Regions from separate parts of the Mus musculus genome. Here region 1 is linked to region 2. Evidence: chromatin contacts called from public Hi-C data. All regions are on one chromosome and are shown on one strand. The core of a region is the stretch at or near the end of the contact, and the rest is flanking DNA. Distances in the headings are between cores, read along the strand shown. Region 1 holds the start of Adra2c (adrenergic receptor, alpha 2c). Region 2 overlaps Gm40281 (a long non-coding RNA gene).

Region 1 (6,632 bases), core at 303-2,802, 33 kb before region 2:
TCAACACAGCGATCACCACGAGCACATTGCCTACCACGGTGAAAACGATGAGGAAACCCACCACAGCTGCCAACCCCGCCACAGCACCTGCGGAGTACTGGCCCGGCGGTGGCACCCAGTCGGTCCCCGAGGCGTTGGCACCCCCGCCGCTACCCCATTCGCCCGCGTCGCTCCCGTTGGGGCCCTCAGCCGCCGCCGCCGCCAGCGCCGCGGCCAGCGCTGGGGACGCCATGGTCCTCCCGAGAGCTACGCGGTCCTGCCAGGAGCCCGGGCGCAGCCTCGGCAGCTCGGGCGCCCCACAGCCAGGGTCGGCGTCCGCATCGCCGCCTGCTCCTCCGGCGCGCCGGCTGGGGGCCACGAAGCCCCGCAGCCGGCTCTCGGCCGTGGTGGCCCGGCGGGCGGGCGGCGCGCCGGAGAGCGTGGCTGCCGGGCTCCCCGCAGCTGCCGCGCGCGTAAGTGCAGAGCTGGAGGTGCCCAGAGAGCGCGGCGACGCGGCGGTGGGGGGGAATGGGGGTAGGTCCCGGGTCCTCGAGCGGCCCCGCCCTCGGCCTGGGTTCAGTGGGAGCGTCCCGGCCGCCAGCCCACGGAGATGCGGTGTCCAAGCTGGTGCACGCAAGCGGCTCCACGGTCCGGGTGCCCGACTGGGCTGCAGGCTGCAGGCGGCGGCCCGGACACTCTGCTTCCCAACGGGCTGGCTGGGGCTAAGCGAGCCGGGGCGCAGGTTGCCGTTCTTCCGGGTCCCTGCAACTTTACTTTGCGGGGCTGGGCGCCGACACCCGCGGTCCTCCTGCTGCTCCCGAGTGCGGGCGCCCCCCAAGGTCCGCGTTCGGCCGTGCGGGCGCCGCCTCGCCCTCCCCGCTCGCCGGTGCAGCGTCTCCGCCGCCGCGGAGCGCTTGGCGCAAGTGCTGTCGCCCGGGCTCGGCTTCCAACTTGAGTCCAGTAGCGCAGCGGGGAGGGCGCAGCGGGGCGGGGCGGGGCGCCCCGCAGGCCCGAGCCGCGGGCCCGGGGGGAGCGGGCCGGGAGCCGGAGCCCGCGGCCGCCTGGGCGAACCTGCCGGCGGCGCCGGGGAGGAGCCCTAGGCGGCGGCGCAGGGCGCGCACTCGGCGAGGGCGCCCCCTCCAGGGCCAACTGCAGCCTGCGGGGCCCGGCTGAGCGCGGGCTGGCCTGAGCGGTGAGTTCTAGAAGCCTGCTCTTTCTAAGATCGTAGTCTCCACCTCACTCGGTTACAGGCGACGGAGCGCGCGCGGGCGCGCACACCGGCTCGTAAGGGGCTGGCTCGGGGTCCGCGGCCTGATTGGAGAGTGCGCTTGTAGCAGCATGGCAGAGACACTGCTGGTGCGCATCATTCCTTTGGAGCTTAGGGTCCCTGCTCCCCTGCAGAGCCACCTCCTCAGTCAGCCTCAGTTCCCTCCTCTGAGTACCTCTCAGCGCTGCGGGATCGTGAATCATAACCACGGTGTCAGTCGAGGCCCAGATCAAGCTCCCAAGCTCTATACCCATGTTGGCAATTGTTGAAGTTGAATCTTAATGCTGTGTGATCCCGCTTTTCACAGCTGGAGGGGACGCTCCAGACCTGCGCTTTTGACAAACTCAAAACTGACCTGCCCCATGCAGCGTGATTTTGTGGGAGTAGGTTTAAGAGAGGGCGAGCAAATCAAATGTTGGGGAGATCTCGTGTCAGTTTCACAGAGGTTCTGTCACGTGTGGCCTGAGTTGAGTTGAGGCACTGGTCTCTGCCTCCAGGCAGCCCCAGGTCTGCAGGGAGGATGTGGCCAAGAGAATAAATTGGACTTTCCAGACCTAGCGTTTCCCTGCTAGAACTAAAGGAGTACCATTCTCTCCACCAAGGCTGGCCAGGACCTCATTACACAGGTCAGATAGACCGGAAAGGGAGGGGAGTTGGCAATCCACTGGCAGAAGGCCTCATCAGAAAGTCATTCTGAGGACCTTGGAGCCATGACCTGTGGCATCTGGACTTGTCCCTGCTCTGGTGGCTGCTTCTCCCTGCAGTCCTTGAGGATAGTGCAACCTCCTTGTGGGCACTGCAGCCCTAGAGGACCCACAGGACCTACCCTCAGGGCAGGGGTGTCCAACTAGGATTAGGCAGACGACAAACATTTCAGACCATGGGCCTGTCTTGAGTACTGTGCCCGTGCAGGACACACTTCTTGATGCCTGTCCTGGGCACTTTCTAACTCAGGGCTTGCAAAGTGCCATGTGCTGTCACCTGAGAATGTGAACTATGAGGAAGAACCGCCAAGGTTTTTTAACAAGTCCTTCTTACCCAGAGGCCCCAACAAGGGCCACTGATCAAAACAACTTCAGTTGGTTTGTATAGAAGCCCCCAGATGACTCCAACATCAGTATATTGGAGGAAGAGGAGGTCTGGCCTTATGGTGTTTGTGTCTGGATATTCACCCCCACACTGAGTGCCATCAAAGCCCTGGAACTTCCCCACCCCCCATCCCTACCCCCAACCCAGCCTAGAAGCAAAGGAGGAGGTGACAGCATGTATCACCTTTGGATATGGAGGAGTTATTAGGAAAAAGCTTTGTGGACCATGCTCCCTAGGGACTGAGGTAGTCCCCAGTGTGTGGATGGTCCCTAAGACAGAGTGCTCTTTAGGAATGTGGGTACTCCTTCAGATGGGATGCTTCTTTGGTGAGAGTGCCCCCCGAAGAGGCTGGTTTAGTTCTGAGGATGTGGGAGCCTGAGGACGATGAGGGGAAGGGCAAGTGGGCACTGGTCGGGTACTGTTGGAGAGATGGCTTCTCCCCTTGCAGGCAGCATTGTGGACCTGCCTGAGTCAGAGATGCTGTCATATGAGAAGCTGAGGGGACAACAGGTAGTCTAGCCCAAGCCCTGACTGCACACAGCCTCACGTTTCCAAGTGATGCCTGCCTAGGCAAAGGGATGCCCTGGGAGCCCTGCAAGGGAAGCCTGCAAGGGCATCTGCAGGGCTCGCTACTGAGTGACCTAGGCTCTTGGGGATGATGGCTACATGCTGTAGGGATGCTGACCATACCTCCCGGCATAACTGAGAGGAAGCCACTCTGGAGTCAGCAGCCAGAAGTGAGAGTTAAAGAGTCTGCTCATTTGAGGGCAGCTGGTGAGACCCCCTGGGGTGGCAGGAACTTACGAAGAGGCTGAACTAGCCTCTTTGCCCAGAGATAGCCAATTAGCCCCAACAGTCTGCTTCTGGTTGTTCTGTGGCAGGAAACAATGTGTGCCCCTACAGACTGTGTGTTCAAGAGTAGTTGGTGGCAGGCCACACTGGGTGTTTGTACCTACTATGTGAGGGCATTCTGGGAAGGTCCTGGTATATTTCAGAAGGAAATCCATGTGAAGTGAAGCAGCCTGGGTATTCAGAGTGGTGGGTATACTGGTGCCTAGAAGTGCGGGGTTGGTCCAGCCAGGGTTGCATAGTGCCTGGATGTTGGGTCCTAGGCTCTCAATTCCCTGCCAGGCCTCTACCACAGGATCTGGTTGCATGTCTGTGTGAATCCTGGGAGCAGTGCGCATGCTGCAAAGCAGCCGTGACATGGGCTGACGGGAGCTGGGCTCCTTGAATCACCCTGGTGTACTCACAGGTATGCGTGAACACATGCACCTCACTCCCTCATGGGCTCATGCACATGGATATGCTTATTCAAGTGTGCACACACAGACCCATTGCCTGAACACACGGATGTTCATGAAGATGCACTTACATTCACATGTGTGTATACATGTGCACCTGTTCATACATATATGTATGATTATATACCACTTACACACCACTTGCATGTGCATGCCACGTATGTACATTCATCCCTTCAGATACTTTCCAGTGTAGCTGTGTATATACCCAAACACATGCGTATGTGTATCTGCACCTGGAAGATTCCAGTCAAAGGCATGCATGTATACACATATGTGCATGTACACCCACATGAGTTTGCACATAGTCACACACAAGGCAAGCATATATGCACATATAAGCATAAATGTCCACACACATATGTTGTTTGTGCAACCACTCACATCTTGATTCAGAAGTGAGCAGAGCCATCAAGTGTGAATTTAAGCTCCTGATCATGTCCTTCCTTGCTTCTTGGCAGCTGAGTGACCCTCCTCATTCTCAGGCCTCAGTTTTCCTGTCTGTGAAATGAACACATTGCACCACTGTCTCTAATATCCGTGCTGGCTCTTCCATTCTCCCTCTCCCTGAGGGAGTGTCGCATCTGGCCTGCCCAGCTTTGCCTTTGGCTGGTGCCTGGAGCTGCTGAGGAGAGCCAGGCTCACAGAGCTCTTCCATTTTACTTAGCTCTAGCTGGTGACAGGGTCAGGGAAATAGAGCTGGATTTCTTGTCTCAAGTCTAAGAGGATGCCCTTTTTATTTGAAATGGAGCTGAGGATTTTTCCCTATGTTTATGTGCGATCTCATTTTTAAAGATGAGCCAAGGGAAAACCAAGGCTTGTTTCCCTCTCTGCCCCTCCCTGAAGAATTCCAAAGACTGATCTGTCTTGTCAGAACGTGGCAAGGATCCGGCAGCCGGGCTGGCTCTTGGCGCCCCAGCCTGCAGACTGAATCCATTGCATATTGATCATCGATTTGGCAACACAGCGTTCCAACAGAGCTGGCGAAGCCCTCTTCAGGGACTGGCTGGGATTGGCATGGGGTGTAATAGAAAACAGAGGGTCAGCGTCTCTTGCCGGGTACCCACTGTGTGCCTTGGCACTGCCCGGCTGGGGGTCTAGCTCCTGTCTGTCACTGTATCCTTAGCTGTGTGCAGCCTCAATGGCTCCAGCCTGCCATTCTGCCAGCCTGTATCCCGGAAGCCCATATGAGCGTTGAAAGTCCCAGATGTTCCCACTGTTGCTCCAGTTGACTGGGCCTTGTGTTTGAGGGCCTCAGTTTTGAGTCCCCACCCTGTTAAGTCCCTCATTGGGTCTGCAGACACGACCTGGCATTGTCTGTATGCATCCCTGCAGGAAACAGAGGACCAGATCAAAGGTTCTTATTCCCATAGCCTGCTTTTCCAGGCTTTGCCTTTAGAAACTGCTGGTGTGGAGCCTGGACCCTGGGATTAGGACATGACCTCAGGAAACTACCTTTCTTTCAGTGGCTGCTTTTCAGGCTGCCTACAAGGTCTGTTAACTCACAGCTCATGGCCTGCTTGCTGCAGGAGCTGCAGGTAGAAAGCTGTGGGGTCCAAGCCAGTCAGTGAGTGCTCCTTGATGACAAGTGAAAATGTAGATGAAGGCCCACCACTACACTTCCTGTTTGGTTATGTGTGTATGAGGCTGTGATGCTGAGAGCCATAGCAGCTGTCCCGTGACCAAGAGGAGATGAGGACAAGGATACAAGTCACTGAAGAAAGAGTATATGCCCCATTGCTTCTATTTTGGAGCCACCATGAATGGCCCTGGAGCCACCCTTGGGCCAGGCTTCCTGCTGTTGAGGCACAAACTAAATATGCTCTTCCCACTGTGCACCCAGAACTACCCATAGTCAAGTCCCTAGGACTGTGAATATGTCACATGACACAAGTGCCTAAAGGTACCCCACCAGTCTGTGTGAGTCAAGGGTCTCGCACCACCGTGTCCTGGAGTATGCTTGTGGGGCCCACTGTGAATACAGGTGCCTGCCAGGGAATGTGAGAGCCAGGCAAGTTATGGGAGATTGGAAGATGGAACCACACCAGGACTTACAGAGAAGGAAGGGTCGAAAGGCATGGATCAGAGCAGCTACCAGAAATGAGAGAGACTAGAAAACATTATCTAGCAACAGCCTCTAGGAAGAGAACTGTGTGCCAACACAGTTCAGGCCTCTGATAGCTAAAACTGTAAGGAAAACCTTTGTATGCATGTGTGTATATGTGTGCATATGTAGTTGTATGTGGATACATGTGTATCCACATGTGCATGTACATATCTATATGTGCATGCATGTGCTCATGTATGTGTACATGTGTGGTTAGAATTAGTTATGTGGGACAGAGATTCATCCACTTCCATTTGGGACACAGAGACTGTAACTCCTATGGTTGTACCTTGACTGCTGGGTCATCTGCCCTCATGACCCTCAGGTTTCTACCTGTAAAGTGAGCTCTTTCTTTGTATCATCTAGCCTGTTTAAGAGCTTGACTTTGGTAAACTATTTAAAAATTAATAGAAAGATCCAATATTTGCAATTCCTTACACTTTGGAAGCTCTTAAAGCATGGTCACCATCACTACCACAACTGCTGTTAGCCCTACATCATTGCCAGCACTACCATCATCACTGTTGTCCTGCATCTGGTCCTGGATGATGGGTCTCCTTGGCAGTGTTTCTGGGGCTCCTTGGCCTTCACCTGTATGCAGGTGATAGAGCGCTCAACACTCTGGGAACGGTGCCCACTCCGGAGTCTCAGGATAGCCCTACTGATGTCAGCACTGAGCACAGTTCTTGGTCTTAAGGTCACAGATCAACTTGGGCCACAGGAGCCCAAGAGGTATCTCAGCTGGCCTGGGACTAGAGAGGTTTTCTATAGAGGAGGCTTCAGTTCTGGCCTCCTTAGCTGAATAAGATCTTGGCAGTCATCCCATACATTCTGTATGCTGTCCCTCACCACAGCCAGGATGCCAGAGGCTTGGCTCTACAGGGTG
Region 2 (7,546 bases), core at 4,372-6,871:
GCACAAACAGGTTCCTCTCGCTGGCCCTGCCACAGCCCAGGCTGAGGTTCTTTGCGCTGACTCAGAACATAGGTCAGACAAACCACTCATCCGGGTGCCACCTGCAGTAGCACACACCTCAAAGATGTCAGAAGTCACTGTGGTCCAGGAGGAACTCTGGAAGCAGCTGGCTCAATCCCTGCCCCCAAGAGGCCTGGCACCTAGTCCAGCAGTTTTCCTGGAGTGTATGTCCTTGGGATTTAAATCCAGAACACTAGAGTGCATCAGTGGATGCTCTTACGTGGAGAGTCAAAGACGATAGAGAGAGTGCTGCGCAGGCCCTGGAGTTGGGGCCCTTAGGGGTCAGCAGCCTCTCTTACAGCTTTGTGCTTTCTAGAGAGAGGTGGGCCTAGATCAAGAGCAGACAGGGATATGGGGCAGGAGAGGGGCTTGGTACATATGCTTCTTAGCCAGGTGGCCTCTGCCTTGTTTTATGGTCCCTTGGGCCCTGTGGAGCTCTGCCACATGGCAACCCAAGCCACTCAGCAATGTTGCAAAGAAATGGTCATGGAGGCAGAGCTACCTGGGAGCCTGACTTCTAGATGGGTTTGCCTCTTTCCCTCCTAGTGAGAGGCGGGAACACTTGGCTAAACAATTTGCTCTGAACCCTAGAAAGGACCTTGGGGTGTCAGGACAGGACCTTGTGTGCTGTTGACTATGGCAGTGCAGGGTGGACAGAAGAGCCACTTGGAAGGACCTGGGCTGGTTTCTCCTGCGTAGCCGGGCCTGGTCCCTCCCCTGTGGGCTGATTTGTTTATTTGTTTGGTTAGTTGTTGTTTTGTTTTCTATGGGTAGAGGCTCTCTGGGAACAATTCATCCGAGGTAGAGCCTGACACCCACTAGGACAGTCCTCAAGTCTCTTGAGTATCCCTATCTGACCTTTTGGGGCTTTAATGAGGTATTATTTTCTTCTCTTCTGAGATCAGTTTCATCAACACCTTTAGTTAGGCTAAACGACACTAGAAATGCAGGTGCTGACTACCAAACTCTCGTGGGCTTTCTCTGCAACAGAAAAGGGAGACATGTGTTAAAGAACTAGGGTACCCTGGATGGTTCTTCGGTCTCAGGAGAGATCAGGGCCCATGATTTACCTGCTAATCCCTACCACAGAAGGTAGCCAGTACATTCTGGTGAGTAACTGAGTGCACCAGTGTGCACAGATATAGAGCTTGCTTCATTTCTGTCAAGGCTTCCTAAAACTCTGCTCAGTCCTCGGCCCTGGGTGCAAAGTTCTACAAAATAGGCGTGTAAACCAACCACATACTGATAAATAACTCAACAAATGTATTTGAAACTATTCTTTGGCCTATGTGTAATTTCCCCCACTATAAATGATTAAGGCAAATTTGCATATTGATGTAATGAATGTGCTTGCCTATTTGCATAAAGAACTAGATCTTGGCCAGGTGTTGGATGCTGCAGGACGTAGAGCATCTTCAAGCTTTCCTGAGCTGATCAACACCTTGATTTTTGTAACCTCAGTGCTTCAACTGCAGCTTCACATAAACACACAGGACACAGAACAGCCGAAGGTTGGCATCAAAACCACTGTGACCATGTTTTATGAAATGCAAGTCAGTAGCTCAGATAATCGATTTTAAAAACAAGTACTCCAACACAATGCAAACCCATGACACAAATCAATACCCACATGCTGAGGAATGACATTTAAAAATGTTTATAAGTCTTCATTTTCTGATATTAGGCTGCTATGCTTCCATATGAGCAGAAAACTTTGTACACAGCAACCCACAATACCCCAAACTCTCGAATTTGAGCCACGCCACTTTGGGTGGCCTTGATTGGTGCTGTGTGGCTGGACCGTGCTCGAAGTACAAAGCATGTATGTTATGTCTTCAGAATCAAGGTCGCAGTGAAGTCACGTGAAGCGGCACCAGAGCACCTCAGTCTTTGTTTGATTTGGAATTGATCTTTGGTCATTGCACATACAAAAAAACATAAACAAAACCAAAAAACCCTTTATTGGTGTCAGATTTAGCATAGCCTCTGCATTCAGTTACGCAGCCCTGTTTGGGGTGGTGACAGATAGGTAAAAAAACTGTACTCCAGACCACAAGGAAGTGCTGTGTGCCTGGCTCAGAATTCCCAGAGACTAGGGTTTCCCAGCTCAGCATCTCCATCCGATGCACACCCTCTGGGGGTTCTGAATCGGGCTGTTTCCCTCACCTGTCCATGGTGGATGATGAGGATAATGATGGCCCATCACCAACATCCATCAGGCACAGCTCAGAGGGCACTAGCTCAGCCTAAGGAGATCAGCACAGCAGCCCTTGACCAGGCTGGCTGTAGTGAAGCTACCCAAGGGATGCCCGCTGAGGTTTCTGAGAAGTCAGAGGGGAGCACTTCCAGCTAAGGAGGACTACTGCTATCATCATCATCACTTTTTCTTGTGCTTCCATAAGGCCCCACACTGTGCCTAGAGTCGGGAACCCAGGCAAGGCCAGACAAAGAGTTGGGCAGAGGCAATTCAGGGAGAAGAGGCTGTTACTAAAGGAAGATCTGCCTCCCAGCTCAGTCATCCTGGGCTCCCTGGAAAGTCAGTCCCCAAAATGTCAGAGCTCTCATCCCAGCCCACAGACTCAGGGAGGCATGTACTGTAGACACCTAGGGTCTGGCCCAGCCCTCAGCGGGGCCTACAGACTGACTCTCCACTGAGGAGGGCTCGGCAGCATGGGCATAGAAGGTGGAGGAGGTGCCTGGGGGGCTGGTTTACTCATCCCTGAGCTTGGTGGAGGGAAGAGCTGGGATGCCCCTCCCAGGTCACCCCATTCCTCCATGGAGAAGACAGTGCCGGTCCACCCACACGGCACCATGGGGCTCACTGTGCAGAGGCAGTACCAGCCCCCGTCCCCAGACTCGCTAGAGGCCTGGTCCCACAGAGAGAGTGCTGGATGTGAAGCTCAACAGGACCTGGCTCTCCCAGTGGCTCTGCCACTGGCTGTGACAGAACTTCACAGACCCTGATCACTGGAACAGGGTCGGGGATGGGCTGCGGACAAAATTATCTCTCTTTGCAAAAATTATTTTCACACTGAAAAAGGCAAGGACAACAAAAATCGCTTGCCTCTTGCTCACACGGAGCAACTTCAGGGACATGGCAGATGTGAGAGCCTCTCAGGCCAGAGTCACGGGGACAGCAGTGTCTTCATCTGAGACTGCCTTTTAGGAAGCTACACAGCTCTGCAGAGGCTCCAGGTAGAGTTAGGGTGTATTGAAAACTATCCAGATCCCCATTTCAGACTGATGACTGAGCCTGCCCCCCCCCTGTTACCCACAGCAGCCAGCATTTTGGGTGGTAAGCCCCAGCACTGGAGAGAGGGTATGTGACACGCATATGCTGCCAGCTGAGGAGACCTGTCCTGCCCCAGGCGTCCAATCCCTGGGTAAGTCAAGGCGTGGAGAGGAATCACACTGCAGTTGATGACCTACAGCACGGGGCCCTTGCCAAGGGGTAAGGCTACAGAGAAAAGGCACGTGTCTTCTGCCCCAGTCTGGCCTGCCTGCTCAGTTGGTGGGGAAGGCAGGATCAGCTTGGAAGAAAGGTGGGTTGTGCCCACTCCTCTTGGTCATGAGCTAGCTGAAATGTCCCCAGGAGGTGCTCTGTGTCCCCAGGAGGTGCTCTGTGTCCCCAGGCTCTGCACAGCACAATGATTTCGGCCAGCTCTACCTTGAGCCCTGCCTAGAGCTATTACTGGAAGAGGAGCAGTGGGAGCTTTTGGTGGCAAACATGACTTTCACTCCTTGGAGAAGAAGGTGCTCCAGCAGGTGAGCTGTCCTCACTCCTTATGTCTTGGGAACAACTTGCTAAGGAAAGGACATCTTTGTTCCTGTGACCCTTAAGGAGCAGGCCTCTGAAAGGGGCCTGTATTGGGTCCACTGTGATGTATAGAAGAGAACATCTCTGAGACCCAATGGCTCCCCCAAAATTTCTTGGACAGCCACAAAGCATCGTGGGGCTGAGCCAGCCAGATTAACTCACCCAGAGGGAATGTTCTGAGCCCGGAGGTGGGGGAGGGCAGATCACACTGGCCTCCCATAAATTCAGGATAATATCATGGGTTAGGACTATGGGTCCTTACTTGGTTCCATAAGTATAGAGCCAGTCTTTTTCTAGGTGGGAAGTTGTTCAACTAGTCTTGGTAGAGCAAGAATGACGATGCTGCTTGTCCTGTAAAGAGAAACTTAAGGTGCTGGTTTCTGGTGATGAACCTGACATCTGTTCTTTTTCTCTCTTGGCCCCTTCACTTCTGCTGTGTGTACCAATGTCTTCCTCCTCATTGAAACACTCGGCACGGGGTGGGGTTTCCTTCTGGGATGAAGCAAGAGTTTGGAGAGACAGTGGAGGCTGAACTCAGCCTACCAAAGACCTCCATCCCACTTGCAGAGCCAGCCCTGGGGCTCACCTCAGTGGGTCACCTCAAAGGACGTCTCCTGCCACCACTAGCATGGCCAGAATCAAGAGGATTTGAAGTGTCCTGTCCTTCCCTGGGGGACACTTGTCAAGCTCTCTGTAGCCTGTGGCCATGGCGAGGGGCTGTTCTGAGTGAGCGAGGATGTGTGGGTTTTTGCAGATGCCTTTGGTTCTCTGTGTCTGTTTCCTTTCCTAAAAAGAATCCATCCCAGGGCAGCATCTCTTATACATCTCCTCCCTCTGACCCTCCTCAGCCTGGTCCAGGGTGACTGTCTTTCTACAACTGCTAAACAGAAGCTAAACTCCAGCATGCCAGCATGTGTGAAGATGCTGGGATGCTGACACTTTTAAAATAACGTTTCTAATTGGGCTTGTCGCTCACTTTTCCCCACTGTTTTCATAAATTGCATTTAATTGTTTTCAGGTTGATTCTTCAAAAATAAATTGTTACCTAGAATCTCTGGGGTGCCTGCCCACACAGCGTCGGGCAAGACATCCCAGGGGCCTGGGACGTTTATTTCTGCTGTGTGTGTGTCTTGACGTGGGCGCTCTGCTCATACCTCTGAGGGGGCTGGGAATTTCTTCTGAAGTCCAGAGCTTTCAGTGAATCATGAGTGGTGCCCAGCCTGTGGGTGACAGTGACAGGGGTGCCAGCAGCAGACAGTGACGGAAGCCCAGCATGGCTCTTGTTCTGTGCATTTCACCTGGTGCCTCTTCACTGTTCCTGAAGGGGTGACTATACCCCCTTCATCAAGAAGGAAATAAAAAAAAAACACTCTCTCCTCCTCCCCCATCGGGTCCCTTCCTCAGCACCTCAGCAGAGCCTTACCAGGTGCCTGGCTCCCCTGCAGGCAGTCAAGGAGGCGGTATCCATGGCAACAGGGCCACCCGCCTCCTGGGCAGGGCCATCTTCTTGCAGAAGCCTTCCTGGCACAGGTCCAGGGCACAGTGCGCCCTGTCCACTGCTCAGATCCTGGATGCAGCCCCAGGCACCCATGGGAGCCCCCACCCTTGGGGGCCGTGGGAGGAATTTTAAACTCCTCAAGTATTCTTCAAAAGCACCCATGTGGTTAGTTAAGCCTCCTAAGATAATTACAGTGAAGCAATTACTTCTTTAAAGACATTTGGGGGTGTTAAGATCCTGGCTCCTATTTTTCATGATAACAGTGAGTCCTTTTGTGCCTGGAACCTGGTGAGTCTGTTCCCCACAGGTGCTTCTGGGATAGGGGTGCATCACATTCTCCTTATGCAGGCATGAGCGGCTCCCTCCCCCATACCCCCCCCCCCGCCCCACCCCAGCAGACCTCCAGTAAAGCAATGGAAGAAAGAGTCAGCGGTTTCTGAATCCCAGGAGAGGACAGAACAAACAGCAAAGTAAAGTATTTTCATAGTGTTGGCCGCAGCTTCCCCAGCCAAGACTGGCTGGAAGGAGCAACTGTACCCTGGTCCATCTCCTGTCCATTCTCCAGGCCACATTGCCTCTGAGGTGGAACAGAAGGCTGAGGTGCAGGTCCCCAAGGGCTTGCCACCAAGCATTCCTATAACCCTCCCTTTCTCTCGCTCTCTCTTTCTCTCTCTCTCTCTCTCTCTCTCTCTCACACACACACACACACACACACACACACACACACACACGTCTCCTAAGGTATCTGCCAGAGTCCATACTCTAAAGGCAGCAATGGGGTCTGTGAGCATCCCTGAGCCCCGTGTCAGAAAGCCTGTGAGGGTGTACACTACACAGGGGGGTGTTTGGAGAACACAGTGAAGCTTTATGAAGGAGGTGGCAGAGCCTCAGACCACTTCTAAGCAACAACACCTTTTCCCCCCTGATGTGCACTGCCGTGATGCCGGCCCTGCAGGGTGGGTGATGGTGAAAATGACAGAATAGGGACTCTGAGCTCAAACACTCAGCTTCCTCTAGAGAGCTTAGAAGCTCTTGAGGCGCCCCACCCCCCATAAGCCACCTGACCTGCTGGGGTGGTCTACTGCACCTGAGAGGTGGGAGATGTGGTGTGAAGCTGAAGCGACCACTCAGCCTAAACCAGGCCCATCCTCTACCTGACTAACCATGCACTTCCACTCAGTTCCACAGACATCTTTCCTGCCCAGCCCTCACCCAACTCCCTACTAGTCTTCCATCCATTCTCCACTTGACTGAATTCCTCCCTGCTTCCCTGCCCAGACTCCACCTCTAGCCCTGTGTTTATCTTCCTTCCTCCACCTGGAAGGTAATCTCCTGCCTCTTTACTGTAGCTTCCTCTCTGGTTTGTTTTCTCAGCATCACCTCTGCCCCCTGGTGGGCAACACCCAACTTCCATCTGATCTGACGGCCAGAATGCTTTCTTCTCAGAACCCCCAGGGGCTTTAGCAGACCCTTTGTCTGACCCTCCATAACTTATCCATCCCCATTCCTGTCCCTACAGGCAGTGAGACCTATCCCTGTTGCTGATGAATGGCTATCCTTCACTCTAGGCTGGCCTCAGAGGGACATCGACAAACTCACTTACACTCCCCCAAGCATGAGCCCCTTCTCACTCCTGCCCTGGGAGAGCCTTCCACTAAATGTGCTTTCTTCATTTTCCTAGCAAGGCCCACATCATCGAAGCCTCAGTCTCCAGAAGATGTCACAATTGCCAGCTTGGGCTGGACCATTGCGCCATCTGTAGAGTCAGCAGTCCCATTCAGGTCCCCACCCAGGATGGGGACAGGGGTCCCAGCCTTCAGCTTCCCCCCCCACCCTGCCATGTCAATGTCTCTCCAGAGCTGGGGACTCACATCTACAAAGAGGATCAAAATTAATTCAGAAAGTGGACATGGGAACAATAGTTCCCACGAACTTTTGCCCAAAATGCTTCTTTCCCTGTCAGTTTCCCACTGATAAAATACTAGTGGAAAAGTCCAAAAATAGTTCACAACTTCTACATTACAAACCTTTCTGAATATCTTGTATTGTCCTGCTTCATCCCTCTAAGATATGACTCATCTCTATGTGCAGTGTGTTCATGCAGTATATGCTATCAGATTGATGATGTCCTGTGCTTTCATTGTTTGTGTCTAGTATGCCTTTCTTATGGC

The links. Hi-C and Micro-C count contacts between places; a contact is called where the count stands out from the background.
Region 1: a Hi-C map of forebrain shows a contact between it and region 2, with 3 times the contacts expected there. The contact joins the promoter of Adra2c here to the enhancer-like site in region 2. A contact is called at or near these places in 8 of 39 promoter capture datasets (the 3T3-L1 cell line, the C10 cell line, embryonic stem cells and 5 more), 3 of 484 Hi-C or Micro-C datasets (cerebral cortex, forebrain and pre-B cells), 2 of 115 datasets of contacts at active chromatin or transcription factors (embryonic stem cells and neural progenitor cells) and 3 of 9 other capture datasets (adipose tissue, liver and pancreatic islet).

What each region holds. Positions count from the first base shown.
Region 1 is chr5:35,273,486-35,280,117 of GRCm38.p6, reverse strand. It overlaps Adra2c (adrenergic receptor, alpha 2c), which reads right to left and starts at 1,552. Exons shown (of 1, transcript NM_007418.3): 1 at 1-1,552. The coding sequence starts at 232.
Region 2 is chr5:35,243,611-35,251,156 of GRCm38.p6, reverse strand. The region is part of intron 2 of Gm40281 (a long non-coding RNA gene); the gene reads right to left. Among named protein-coding and RNA genes, the nearest start is that of Gm40281, 18 kb to the right of the region's middle. Within about 2 kb of position 5,621, at least 20 of the 459 cell types and tissues checked have an H3K27ac peak or open chromatin away from gene starts, as enhancers often do. A contact at or near this core is called in cerebral cortex and forebrain, where this site is marked.